Regions from separate parts of the Xenopus laevis genome. Here region 2 is linked to region 1. A link is a contact called in public Hi-C data. All regions are on one chromosome and are shown on one strand. Each heading gives the region's core, a stretch centred on a gene start, on an enhancer-like site or on the middle of the called end of the contact. The rest is flanking DNA. Distances are from core to core; before and after follow the strand shown.

Region 1 (3,742 bases), core at 729-3,228:
TATATGAATTAAAATGGAAAACATAAGATTGTAGAAAGTTTTATGTATAATAAATAAATTGGAACATATCTGATTTACTTAATAATTTTAAACTGTTACAGCTGTTAAATTCCTTCTCTTCTTTGTGAGTGTTAATATATTAATTATATGGGTGGGTTAATCCCTGGGTTTATGTTAATGAGGGCTGAGGTCTCTGAGGAAGAGTGCAAACACGAAACACGTCAGACCTCAGATACTATTTTATCTGTAAATCGGATGTGTTAATAAAGACTGTTATTTTTACCTATGGCTTGGGAAGAAGCAATGCTGTAAAAAAGATACCGGAGTGCGCTGCCACAACAATCGGCGTGTGCAAAACATGAATTACATCTTCTTCATATCTAGCATTTATTATTTTATAGACGAACTAGCTTCGGCTTTAGGCACTGAAGACTTAGTGCTGTAATTTTGTGGAGTTTGGTTGATATAGGTTATTAGACCAGTAGCAAACGTAGCACCTTTTATTACATAACCCCACAACAATAAATTAATATAACAGATCCATCTATCTTTACGATTCTTCCCTTTTACAAGCACTGGTAAGTCCTAATTTTTTCAATTTAGGTTTTGATTTTCAGTGCCCCAAATTGATTGGGGATAATTAAATTGAGAAAAGTCAGCAAAGACAGATGACTATGTTGATAAAGGACATGGAAGGTCTCGGTTATGAAGAAAGATTGGCCAAGTTGAGATTGTTTACACTGGAGAAGAGGCACTTAAGGGGATATATGATAACTATGTATAAATATATAAGGGAATCATAGGATAAACTCTGCAATTCTTTATTACCAGTAGGCCATTCCAGCAGACACAATGGCATCCATTCAGGTAAAAGAATAGAGATCTTAATATACAATAAAAGATATATTTAGAGAGACAGTTGTGAAGTTGCAAAATTCTGTCCCTCATGCAGCTGTACTGGCAGAATCATTAGCATTAGCTACATTAGTTTCAGAAAGGGTCTTATCAATGGAGAAAATACATTGTTACTAAGATTAGCTCTCAGTGACTGAACAGTAACTGGTCCAGTTGCCCTCTTGAAGTCAGGAAGGAAATCAAGAAGGTTTCAGATGAAGTGATCTCATTTGGATTAACTAACAGTTAGGCAGGTTTCATTTAGACAAAGGGCTTCAACTTGATGGATGTGTGTCTTTTTTCAATCATGACTTCTAGGTTACTAAGTAAACAATATCATTTGTTAAATAGCTTGCTGAAGGTGTACTGGGGGTGCAACAAAGCACATTTTGGGCACTGTTTCCAAATCATGAAAACCAAAAGAGATGAGCCTGGTTACAAAACTTGACAAAAATGTTTTACTCCCAAAACATTTTCATCGTTCTTTCCACTTCAGAACTGGCAACATCTGTTGTATGTTGGCAAAAAGAGAGAAAAAAACCATTACAATATAATTAGTCATTGAAATTCTATACAGGTACAGTGGCATTATACTATTTTCTTTCTGCTATCAACAGCTATTTTAATATTACTACGACATTACTACCTATTACTGAAATAAGATACATTCATCCTTCTGCAGTGTATAAATAGGGTCCTTTGTTCTTTATTTGTTGCTTTACACTGAATCAGATTCACTGATATATTTAAGGAAGGCTATATAATGCATTAATTACATTTTCTGAACAAACTAACGTGCCTAACTTGTTATTAGAAATCACAAGACACTGCAGTTTTGAACTTAATCTTAAAAGATATCTACCATTTCCTGAAAGCGCAGTACTGGTTTGAGCAAGCTGTGCATTTGACAAGGGCACTTCAATAATATAAAACATTCCCCACAACTGCTTAGTGACTTCAGCCCATTGGAATGTGGAGATTTCATTAGAAAATAAATAGCTGCTGTTCTGCAAAGCCCCAGTGTGTGGCACAGTGTGTATGTGCATTTATGCTGAACATGCTATAGCCAACTAAACACACAAAGCTTGTTTCTAGGCAAACATCAGATCATTTGATGTGCATGACTGAATATTAATTTGCTGCTTGTGTTATAGCATGAAGCACATTTCAGAATATAATTACAAAAAGCCTTAGAAAAAATAATTTCAAAAAGCAGAAAAGGTCATGTCTCAAAACTGACTTGTTTTCATCTACATGAACATGAATAATGTAGATAAATAAAGCGAAGAGCGTAAGAGCGAAGAGCATATTGCCTGCACATAAACCTGCAAACAGCATCAGCTCCTGTGATTACATTTTTGTAATGTTTAATTTTGGACATATGTAACGAGATGTGTATTTTTATCACTGAAAAGATTTATAAATCAAAGGATTTTAGAATTTAGCTGAAACACCCCTTTTGGAACACTAAGGGGGTTACTTATCAAACTTCGAATACAAAAATCACAAAAAACTTTTTTCAGAATTTATTATACCCCGAGGCTGAAAAAAGTCTGAATCCGAAAATCCACTATCTCCAAGCTGTCGGGGTCCTGTAGAAGTCAATGGCAAAGGTCCCCTTTCATTATCATGGTCCGAACTGAGCTTCGGCCAAAAATCTGGGAGTTTTTTTCTAATTTTGGAGGGAAATCAGATTTTTCAGATTTTTTGCCCGAACCAATTGTAGCGAGCTTTCTCTATGATAAACAAGGTCCAATCGGCAATTCAGAGTTGGTTGGACTTTTTTTTTAATAGAAATAATGAGATAAATTAAGACTGTAATAAATAACCCCCTAAATGTGCTCAGATGTTATGCTTACAGATGTATTAAACATTAGGGCCTCATTTACCATTGCCCCAGGCAAAAGCATATGACGACTAAGAGGTGCAAAAAATGTCCCCCTTAGGGCCCATGCTCTTATTTGTTATGGCTGCAATGATCTGCACAATCAAGCACAAAGCAGCCCTGTACAGTGCTGCATTCATGAAAGAAGCGCAGGTCTTTGCTGTCCATTTTCAAGGACAAAACCCTGCACCTATTGGGCATAAATGCAGAATAAGGTGCAAAGTTTTAAAAAACATGACGGTTGCTACCATATTTTACATTTTGTACCATGCCCCTACTACTACTGAATTTCTCTGCTACTGTGCTAGGAGTTGTCAGGGTAGCAAGCAGCATTTATCCCAAATCTCACCCTTGGTTTGGGCTCTGCCGAGGGCCAGCCAAAAGTAGATAATTTACAAAAGTTTACCCAAACAAGTAAACAGGACTTTAGGGGTCAATTACGACAACAAGTGCAGTTTCAACCACTGCACTTTTTTCCAGCAGTAAGTTAAACCCTATTCTTTAAAGGTATTTGCGTCAACATGTGCTCTTTGCACTTCAGTAGAGCTGCACTTGGTGTCACTACTGACTTCCATTCTGAATCGAGAACTTCCGCACCCATTGACGCAGGGAAACCCTAGAGCTACTACTGACCAAGTAGCACTAAATAAACAAAAAAACACATACATACACAAACAAGTATTATTAATATTGGTGTTTTATACAGCTATGGAAAAAATAGGATGATGCAGATTTTATAGACTGCGGCACACTTGGACATTCTCTGTTGCTCTGGAAGGCCAATCTGACCATGTCAGTTTTCTTCATTCTTTTTATTACTTTTGGACAATATTTTTTTAAAGGTAAATTTTATTTTTTTTAACACACATCAATTGCATACATGACAGACAGTTGAGCAGACTATTCCACATAAGGTCCAAAAGATAGGTAAACCACACAAGTTGACACAAAGCATATTACAGC
Region 2 (3,742 bases), core at 418-2,917, 120 kb after region 1:
GCTCGGCTTCACCAGTAGTGTGACCACCGTTGGGCTTCGGGAGGAGCCCTCAGCTTACTTGGGTGCCACCTGGACTTAACGAGGGGTAAAAGGCGAGATGTTCTGGCTAGCAAAGGGGGGAGTCTTTTTGGGTCGAAGGTCATGGTACAAAAGGATTAGGCAGAATCGTAGTCAGGCAGGCTGGGTCGAGGCAGGCAGATAGCAAGGATCGTCAAACAGACAAAGGGTCAAAACCGGGTGATCAAACAAGGGGTTAAACAGAAGAGTTGTCGTAAGCAGGCAAAGGTCAGGATCCAGAAGTCAGAATAGTCAAAATAGGTTCAGAAGATAGCAGACAGAATAGCACAAGGCTCAGGAGCACCAGGAAATACAATCACGGGCAATGATTCCAGAAAACTGTCCCTTTAAATACATTTAAACTTCGTAATCACGCCAGCGCACATGCACCTATAAATTACAGGAGTGCGCACCGTGCGCACACTAAGAAACCGGCACACAGAGGGAAGAGGAGCAGCATGGCGGGTGTTTCCTTGCCGATGGCGCGGCGGGCGTCCCCGCTGCACCACTAGACTACCAGGGCAAGGTATTTTTATTACACATACGCTCTCAAGTGCACACCTTCCATCTCCAACAGAGTACAGAGATCCTTCTCCACAGTAGTGTACTCTAGCGTCCAGCTTTTATCACCAAGTACACAAGGGCGGTTCCTAAGAAGCGGCTTACTACCAAGAGACTGTAAAGACCTAGAGCATGGTCTCTGTGTTAAGAAAAATAGTCATTCAAAGGGAAGACATTCTAACTGAGCCCCTACTTTACAATCTGTTTTTAAAGACTAGGATGTTGGAATCCATCAGCATCCAGTCTGCCTTTGCCAAGCTCAGTTAACCAGAGTTTGGCATCTCCTGGATTTTCAGAAATCAGATTGGATGGAAGCACAGGAAATTATGCAGTGCATGGGATTTCTCACCTCTAGGGTTCCACACAGTCTGCTCCAGGAGATCAAGAACATCATCTCTCCTGACTCTCACACCTTCATTGATGGGGTTTTATGTGATGGAGAGCCACGTTCACCCTGGAACTCCCCACCTCCAGCCATAATAATAGTACCCAAGACCCATCAATCCCCTCAGGCACCTCCTTGCCCCAACAAGCAGCACTCTATCTGGCTCACAGTTGGAGAATTTTACCTTGACACACTTTCATGATGACAAGAAAGCTACTGTACTCTCATATGCTGTACACTTCCCTGCACTCATCTCCTGCTAAGATACCATCTAGAGGTGGGTGCTTAATGGGGGCGAGAGACCTTAGTGGCGAGCACTTTATTCCAGCTTGGTGCTCAGCAGGCCCAGCAATCTGTGGGTTCTGGCAAATGCCAGAGGGGCTGCTATCAGGTGCGATAGAAAGTCACTACTTAGTGGGCTGCTGGGACCTGTTTGTACTTGGAATGCCAGGGCCTATTTTGACTCCCAGTCCAGACCTGGTGCTCAGACCCACTGGAGACTTGAGTTGGAGAGTGATCCATGGTGCATTGAGCACAGGAAAGTACTTAGCTTGTTTTACAGACTCCCCAGCTGCTTGTCCATGTTGTGACAAAGGAGAATCTGTTTCATGCTTATTTTTCGTATGCCAGACTGCCAGACTGGGTCTTTTGAGGAAACTTCACCTGTAGTTCTGGCTTTACTTTCAGGCCTTTCAGTTAATGTTAACTAAATACTGTAAGTTTACACAGTTCCAGAGTAAACTGTTGGGATATGTACAAATCAATAACAAAAGTATGGATAGAAGGCACGTACAAAGCCATGAATAGGAGGAAACATTTTGAAAGAATAGTCTGAATTCCAAACAGCTCCAGAGATGAGTCCTCACTTAATCCAGGAAACAAACAGCAGGCGTGGCACTGCAACAATGAGAAGGCTAACAGGGGAACGTCAAAGAAAATCTTTATTTCAGATAATATGTACATTCAGAAAAAAACGCCCATTAACACCATTGTAACAACAGGTTTTCTCTTTCTGAAAGCTGTGAGCATTGTGACTGGCCAATAAGGGGTTGCTTTTGTATAAGAGCATGTTGTAATAGGTTCTCGTATAGCTGTCACTCTAATATTGTATGGTTTTCTGGTTTTAGTACTTCCTTTTATTATTCTAATTACCATTTATTATTATTATTTCATTATTTGTAATATTTAGATAGGAACATTTGTTGCAATGGAAAGGTAAAAACGTTCTAACTGAAGTATTGGGGGGAAAAAACAACGCTTTTTCAAAGATTGCAGCTGTGTGAAACTGTATCACAAGTCTTTGTTCAAACTGTGCCCTCTAATGGCCAAATTACCATAAGAAATGTCTGGTTTTACTAAGCTATTGCTGTGAACGAGCTGTGAATGAAATATCTTAGGCATGGACGCACGCTTGTTTTACTCAACATAGAAAGTCATAAAAACAACATTTTCTAAAATGGGCTTTGACTAATATTTAAAAAAAATAAAAGTGGAAGCACTGTTTGTTTTTTTAAATTATTAATCTGCTTGCAGTATGTTTGTCATCAGTTGTACTGTGTTTTATGGCAGTAATGTCATACATTTGTATTTTTTTTTATTTTAACGTTTTATATTCTTATCCAGCGCTTATGAATAAACTATTTCTTGGTAACAAATGTCCTATTTTATATGAGGTTTTCATTTTATTGTCCTGTATATCATCCTGTGAAAACCAGAAGCCTTGTATCCTATAGGGCTTGTCTGTTATTTGTTATTTATAGTAGTATATTGTTGTACCATGTTAGCCATAGATCAACAGGAAAATATAGAGGTCCTCTTGACACAACCCTTTATCAATATATTAAGGATGTTGAGACATTTTGTGCCTTAAGCTACTAAAACATGCCCTCCCCTTTAAACAAAACATGGATTGTTTGTCCATATATTGCAATATATTTAAGCTGGCCAACTATGTCAAAATCCTCCCTGGTCTGGCCAGTCCTACACTCAACTTTCAATTCTGTCATGATTTTTATGGTGTAGTTTTTATTTCTAAATTACACTGTTTACGCTTTAAATAATTCACTCTACCATATAAAATTTTATTTCTGAACCAACAAGTATATATTTTTTTAGTTGTAATATTGGTATGTAGGCAGCCATCTAAAGTAATTGTTTTTGATCCCAGAAAGAGCTAGCACTTCATCACTGAACTGCTTTCAGTTAACAGTTATGCTGTTGTTAACTTGTTATTTTGACTTGGATTTTTACTACTGAGTGCTGTTCTTATATTGTTGTTATCTTGTGTCAAGAAACTGTTATATGGTTACCTTCTCATTCTTTTATCGATGGGCTGCTCGGGGGAGGGGGGGTGATATCACTCCAACTTGCAGTGCAGCAGTAAAGAGTGACTGAAATTTATCAGAGCACACAAGTCAAATCACTGAGGGCACCTGGAAAACTAACAACATGTTTAGCCACTGTGTTTCAAATCTAAATATTAAAAAATCTGTTTGCTCTTTTGAAAATGGATTTCAGTGCAGAAGTTGTGGGAGCAGCACTATTATCTGATGTGTTTTAAAAAAAAAACATTTTTCCCATGACAGAATCCATTTAAACCCAGTGGGTTCCTTGCTGCCTATACACAGCAAAAGTTGCTACTACTTCATAGAAGAACTTACATTTTCCTCAAAGGCACTACAATGGCAATGCTAATCAACATTTTACTTTTTAGTTTCTGAGATAAAAAAAGCATGAATT

What was found. A called contact is a pair of places that touch in the nucleus more often than the background predicts.
Region 2: a Hi-C map of the XL177 cell line shows a contact between it and region 1, with 4 times the contacts expected there. The contact joins two enhancer-like sites. A contact is called at or near these places in 2 of 4 Hi-C or Micro-C datasets (the XL177 cell line and the XTC cell line).

The regions. Positions count from the first base shown.
Region 1 is chr2L:63,086,908-63,090,649 of Xenopus_laevis_v10.1, forward strand. The region is part of intron 3 of cuedc1.L (CUE domain containing 1 L homeolog); the gene reads right to left. Among protein-coding and RNA genes, the nearest start is that of cuedc1.L, 60 kb to the right of the region's middle. Within about 2 kb of position 1,979, at least 1 of the 7 cell types and tissues checked has an H3K27ac peak or open chromatin away from gene starts, as enhancers often do.
Region 2 is chr2L:63,209,819-63,213,560 of Xenopus_laevis_v10.1, forward strand. No RefSeq gene overlaps it. Among protein-coding and RNA genes, the nearest start is that of vezf1.L, 15 kb to the left of the region's middle. Within about 2 kb of position 1,668, at least 1 of the 7 cell types and tissues checked has an H3K27ac peak or open chromatin away from gene starts, as enhancers often do.